Linked DNA regions of Mus musculus: region 2 is linked to region 1. The links are chromatin contacts, called in public Hi-C maps. All regions are on one chromosome and are shown on one strand. The core of a region is the stretch at or near the end of the contact, and the rest is flanking DNA. Distances in the headings are between cores, read along the strand shown.

Region 1 (3,265 bases), core at 473-2,972:
ATCAGTCTCTGACTCCAGGTTCCTGCTTGAATTTCTGCCTTGGCATTTCTCGATTTACTTTTGTCGTAGGGTTTCTATTGCTATGAACCAAAGCAACCTGAGGGTGGGGGAGGATTTATTTGGCTTACGCTGCCACCGTAGTTTTCATCAACCAGGGAAATCAGAACAGGAAGATCTAAAGAATAGCTCCCATGAAGGAATTTTCTCAACTGAGTCTCTTTCCTCCAAGATGACTTTAGCTTGTGTCAGGTTGACATAAAAACATATAACACACCTGTGAATTAGAATATGAAAGCCAAAGAAACCCTTTCCTCCCCAAGGCTCTCTTGCTCATGGTGTTTCACCACAAAAATAATAACCTTAACCAAGACATTCTGTCATTCCCACATTTTTCACTAAGAAACCTGTCAAAGCAATTGAGATTTTAAATCTAGCTTTCAACCCACAGTGTTTTTCAATGAGGTAGATATATGTGTTCTAAGATTAATTGTTATCTTCTATTAATTCTCCTATTTAGTCCTCATGGTAAACAATGCCTATAGGCATGGTAAGCCAGAGGACTCTCAGGATGATGCTGGTGTATTGCAACATACTATTTCTATAATAAGCTTTCTTTTAAGTTACTAGGAATCTCTTTTCAAACAAGAATATTATACTATAGAAACATATAAACTTGTAAAATTCAACTATTACCAAGTACTTGCAAAATTGCACTGCTGCACTTTTTCTATGATTGACAGTAATATACAGATATATAAATAGATATAGATATTATATTTATATAATGACAGCAGTTTAAAAAGTGATGAGTGGCTATGATGGCTTTAGGCAATAGAGATTTTCAGTTCTATTTTTATGTTATAAGACTACAACCCTATAGCCATCTGTCATTGACGGGCACAATGCTATTCAACACCTTCACTTCTCTTCCATCTGTCTGTGTGAGTAGATTAGATTGATACTGGGTCCTTCAGACCCTAGATTTCTTATGTATGGGACACTTTTCCAAAGCAGCTACATTCTATTAATATAACTGAGTGCCCTTCAAGCAATGACCATTCCATGTAAGGCAAGGAAGTCAATAAATGACGCTACCCCTTCTTCCCAACTCCACTCTTTAGAGTTCAATGCAATGTGACCTTCAGTGCTGCTGATGTGGAACTCATTCTGTGGTTTGTGCGCTTTCTTTCAAGCAGAAAACCTGAATCAAGTTACAACCCACATATGCAGATGGAGTTAGAGAGGAAAATGCTCTAACACAGTAAGAGGACCTTACATAGAACATTTTTTCCCTATCAAAGACTGAAACTTACAAGTAGAAACTCACATGCTGTCTTTCAATGGACCAAGCAGTCAAAATCAAGGTCTCCTTGGCCTGCTCTAAAACAGAGAACCCATTGTAACAAGACAGACCCAGATCAAGGTCAGGACCTAAGTTTCTACTTGTAATTCATTTTCTTCAAGTCTCTATATCACTTTCTTCTTCTGTTCCACACAGTTTGTTACCAGAAGACTCACACAAGACTATGACAAAGAGTAGCCAGTGTTCCACATTTTCTTTGACCCTGACACAGTTGATTTGCCTTTCTCTATCTCCTTTTATTTTTTCTTTTTCTCATTTTCGTCCCCTTAGCTCAAATAAAAGCATTTCCTCTCAAACAGTGTCTCTGCTACTGTTGTGGTTAGTCTCCCGTCTTGCTTTGGAATGTATTTTGAAATGCCAGACAGGATGACTCAGAGAGGACTGGGGGGAAAGTCTGCAAAGCTCTTGCTCTCACACAGTGTGTGAAATAGAATACTATGAAGAAGATCTCATTTTGCCAAAGTAACCAGAATAATGTGCCCATAATATTTTCCACGATCAAACACAATACCATAAGGACATGTAAATGATGAATATGAGCACAAATGTGTCCACAATGGCTTCATTTGTTCAAGGAATAAGGATGTGGGGTGCCAAAGTTTGGCTAGAAGTTCTGCATATTTAGACACTGGGTGGGTGGGTGGGGGAGAAGGAGTGAACTTGCTGTAAGGAACGAAACAAAATGAGGAAAGATGTACTTAAGAGGCCTGTGCTTTTCATTAGTAAAAATAGGCTCTTGAGTTCTGTCAATATAATTCTGAACATATCATTGAGTATTTGAGCTCATGCCATTCTTTCCACTCCAGCCTAGAAACTCAGTAGTTTCAGAAACCCCTTGATCTCAGCCTCTCCTTTTCATGCTTCAGGAGCAACAGTTCCAGCCAGGGTGGAGCAGGGGCAGGGAAAGACAAATGTGCTTAGGGTGGAGGGATGAGTGAGGACAGATGAAAAGATGAAAAACCAGATTTCATACACAAACCTTGTTTATGCAGTTCTTCTCAATGGGCAGATAAAAAATTAGTTCTTTTACAACTAGCTTGGGGATAACTCTTATTTAATAACTTATTTATGGAATATTTAATTAATATGTTTATATTTTTATATTTTAATGTCAAAATTCCACAATTTAATTTCCTTGTCTAATTACTACTAAGGTTATTTTGGGGGATAAGAACAGAGTATGTTTGTATTATGGGTCATATACCTCAACTGCCATGATGAATGAAGCTTTTTCAGTGTCACTTTCTTATTGAGGAGCTTAAGTATCCTGTGTAAGCTGAAATAATGTTCTTAACTCACAGAATGTGAAGACTTTAAAGTTACGTCCTTTAGAGGAGCAGAAGGTCTACAGGATATCCTGGTGTCTTCCCAGGGATGTGTGGGGAACTGTTCATCATGGTCAGAGGACCAACAATCCCTGGAATAACAGGAAGAAGGACAAGTTAACAACTGTATTATATCCTACATTAGGATGGAGCCCTTGGTTTAATAGTCAACAAAATTAGAAATTTGGAGTGTATGTCTTTTCAATGATTTTTCCTTCAAAATTCCACTGTTTAGTGATAGTGATGTGACATGCCCTTGCTTTCTCTGCTCTTTTGCACTGAGAATGAAGTCATCAAATGTTTGAAACTTACTTTGTTGGGTGAAATGGCCTGTTGATTAATTGATTTGTGAAATTCTATCAAATCCTTCATGGTGAGACTTGGTATATATAAACACCAAAACCAAACAAACAAAAACAAAAACCTGCCTACTTTGTCAGAAGTCTTTTTCTTGACTAGAAGTGAGAAATTGTTTAATTAGGTATTTGCTTAATGAGTCCTAGTAGAATTAGGAAATTACTTGAAGGATGCCCATGACATCCCTGTTTCAAGAGAGAAAAAACATCATGGCTACAGG
Region 2 (3,265 bases), core at 502-3,001, 390 kb before region 1:
CATGCTCCCGAGGGTTGTTTCTGTGCTTTTTCTGACACTTGGAAGAAACACACAAGTCAAAGAGCAAGTCATAGACTCCAATGAGGAGTTTGGAGACTCAAGTGACATATTGGCACTTCAGCATCTTTTGACAATGCTGAATTTGGGCAGTATTGTTCAATTTTTACTGTATAATGAAGAGCAACAGTGAGAATACAAATGAACTCCAGCCTTTCCAATAAGAAAACAAAGGTGACTACAGCCACTGAGAAAGTGGCAGTGAGCTGATTTGCTGTCAAGGGCTCGCTGTGCACATCACAACCCATCCCAGTGTGTGCTTCAGATGGTAATGGTGGGGCCCAGTGTGTGTTTCAGATGGTGATGGTGCGGTCTTGAGGTTGGCAATCAGGAAGCCAATACTGTCACCATTGCACCGAGAAGGGTGAGGGGTTAGGAAGATCTGCACATTTCCCCCTCCAACCCATGAAACTCCAACCCATGTCCAACATTGTGGACAGACCACTCTTATCTCTTGGGATGAAAATGAGGCAACGATTTAAGAACCAATTCCCACGTTTCTTCCATGGCCCTACTCATGTGCCGATGGCTTAGTGAGCTGCCTCTGAGGCTAAAAGCAGGCACAGTGAGCAGGGAGGACATACACTGTTTCACACAGTGAGAGAAGCTGTCGGTATGGGGATTTTGGCTAACAAAAATAAGAAATAAATAAGAAAGTGGCAGGAAGTAAGAGAGGGAAGCAGGAGGAAGGTGAGGAAGAGGACCCTGGTGAGTCAGGTTCTGCAGGTATAGTGGGGACCACAGAAGAACCCCATGTACTTGTATCTAATTTATATGAAGTGGTCCCTAGTCTCTTCTGACACCGTGATTGATTCGGGTGGTTATAGTAACGACTGTTGCAGGCTTGCAGTCAGAAGTGAAGCTAAGAGGTAAAGCATGGTGACTGCAGGTGGCTTGAGATAGCCCATTTAAGGACATCAAATTAAATCCCCCTCATCCCAATTTAGGTATGTTCCTTCAAAGAAACAGGTGGCCAGGAAGTTCTAAGCATGACTAGATCATTAAAAGTCTGATCCTCCCTACAAGGGGAGAGAGAGAGAGAGAGAGCGAGCGAGAGAGAGTGCTGTGGTAGCACTTGGATCTGTTTGGATGGAAGACCAGGCCTATCAGAGCTACTGGAACACTTTGGTTTCTTAAGTGGCTCTCAGAAGTAATGTTGGTTTTGTATCAGATGGACTCCAAGCCTGGTATTTGTTAAGCGGACATAACTTCTTCAGAAAGCAAACTGAAAGTTTATCCCTTTAAGTTTCTGAAAAGATTTGTTTTGGGGGATATGGGAGTATTTCTAAAACTCCCTTAAAAGAAAACTAAGTTTCTGCTATTGTGAAGTAAGCAGAAATACAGAGGCTGAATAATTATGGACAACATAATTCTTCCATGGTTTGATTTTTTCAAAACCAAGCTGGCCCAGAACTCACAGCAATCCTCCTGTCTCAGCCTCCCAAATGCTAGAATTGCAGGCGCGGAGTCACCATTGCCTGGTACTGATCATTTTTATTCTCTGTGGAAAATGGGACAAAAATCACTTCTGACTGAGGAATGCAGCAAGCATAAACAGCAAACTGACTCAGAAGTCCTCGGCTGGGTTTCAGAGATCTGGTGTTGCGAATGAACACTAACTAGGTAGCAGGGTGACTCACTCCAGACAGAGGTCATTTGGCACTGTACAGAGGGAAAGAGCAAACCAGTGTGGACACAGGAGCCAAAGGGCAGCCCTGCAGGGAGATGCGCCTGCCCTTTCCTTGCTGCTCACACTGACATAGCTCGGCCCTGTCATGAAGGGAGAACATTTAACTCTGGCTGAGAGAATAGAAGACTTCCTTTCCTTTTTGAGTGTAGGGCAGCTAAGGCAGTTTGAGTTTCTGAGGGTGGCTTCAATCAGCAGAGGCAGTCTCCCTTCATCTCTTTTTGTACTTTTAAAATCTTAGAATTTCTTAAAATCTTTCTTTTAAAATCTTAAAATTTTAGAATCTGCCTTCTTTGAAAAATATTAGTTTGGCATTTGAACTAATTTTGCTTGTAGTATACAAATGAATGAGCATAGGAACTAATTACTCAGTAAAAGTATAATGTAAATTGAAATGAGGGTTTTTTTTTTTTTGTCGTTGTTATTGTTGTTATTTTGGAATGCTGGTCTTCATACTGAAAGCTTAGCTACCAAACACCACCATGTACTCAGCCCTTCTTATGACCCTATCACCCTTAGTGATCTATTTAGCCTCATTCCACATGCTTGTTTCCTTCCTAACCTGTACTTTCATTCTTACAACAGGGTTTCACTGGAAAAGATGGTGCAATGGGGCCCAGAGGTCCCCCGGGGCCACCGGTAAGAGCTGAGAGGGTTACACTGCCCTGACCACGGTCTCCAGCCTCCTTTTCCTTTCCTCCCATTTTGAGTTTCCCCCCTCTGTGCTATGGGGAATATTGATCCAGAAGCCATTTGTTTTTGATTTATGAGTCAAAATGTTCTAGAGAAAACAGATGTGTCAAAATACAGATGCTTTTTCAAGTTCTGTTTCAGAAAAATCTCAGACTGACCTGGGCACTGTCTGGTTGGTCTCTTGATTTTTCTCTTCAGTGAGATATTAGACTCAGTTCCTCAGTGGTCACCTCCTGAATCTGAGCTCTGTGACATTTAAATGTTAAGGACAATATTAATGAGCAACCACTGGTCATTCTGAGGAGGTAGGTTTTATCTACATCTTAAACAAAGGGTGGTCTTATGCCTTGTGTAGATTAAGCTGAAGATAGATTCTGAAATTTTTTTCAAGTAGAACAATCTATAGGTGATGTTACAATGAGATAGAAACACTGGCTATGCCCCCCTGTCTGCATGGCAGGATTGAAAGATTCCAGAACATATGTTTATTTGATTTTACTATTTATATTTAATACATGTGTTTTCATGTAAGAACAGTTTAAATAAATAATAAGCCTAACTATTTACTACAGAGCTCAACTTTGCATACATTTAGGGAAATATTTTATAAAATCTATGATTCTATTTAATAGAAGTGGTAGGCTTTAGAACATGATGTATTGGATATCATATTATAAATAGCCCAGTAGATATAGAGCAGAAATGCTTGCAATTAGACTTAAAAGCAACAGGGAGAGATTCTTGTGGTTTTGGTGGGATGAGGAGTGCTGACTGGAGGGAGAGACTTGGAGCCTCGGGAATGTCCCTGAGGAGTAAGGATTTCTAGAC

What was found. A called contact is a pair of places that touch in the nucleus more often than the background predicts.
Region 2: a contact with region 1 is called in a Hi-C map of embryonic fibroblasts, with 3 times the contacts expected there. The contact joins two enhancer-like sites. A contact is called at or near these places in 4 of 484 Hi-C or Micro-C datasets (embryonic fibroblasts, liver and ventricular fibroblasts) and 1 of 115 datasets of contacts at active chromatin or transcription factors (embryonic fibroblasts).

What each region holds. Positions count from the first base shown.
Region 1 is chr9:79,214,603-79,217,867 of GRCm38.p6, reverse strand. No RefSeq gene overlaps it. Among named protein-coding and RNA genes, the nearest start is that of Gm39377, 170 kb to the left of the region's middle. Within about 2 kb of position 1,722, at least 70 of the 459 cell types and tissues checked have an H3K27ac peak or open chromatin away from gene starts, as enhancers often do. A contact at or near this core is called in embryonic fibroblasts, where this site is marked.
Region 2 is chr9:79,608,932-79,612,196 of GRCm38.p6, reverse strand. Col12a1 (collagen, type XII, alpha 1) reads left to right here. Exons shown (of 66, transcript NM_001290308.1): 59 at 2,330-2,383. Among named protein-coding and RNA genes, the nearest start is that of Gm10635, 91 kb to the right of the region's middle. Within about 2 kb of position 1,751, at least 64 of the 459 cell types and tissues checked have an H3K27ac peak or open chromatin away from gene starts, as enhancers often do. A contact at or near this core is called in embryonic fibroblasts, where this site is marked.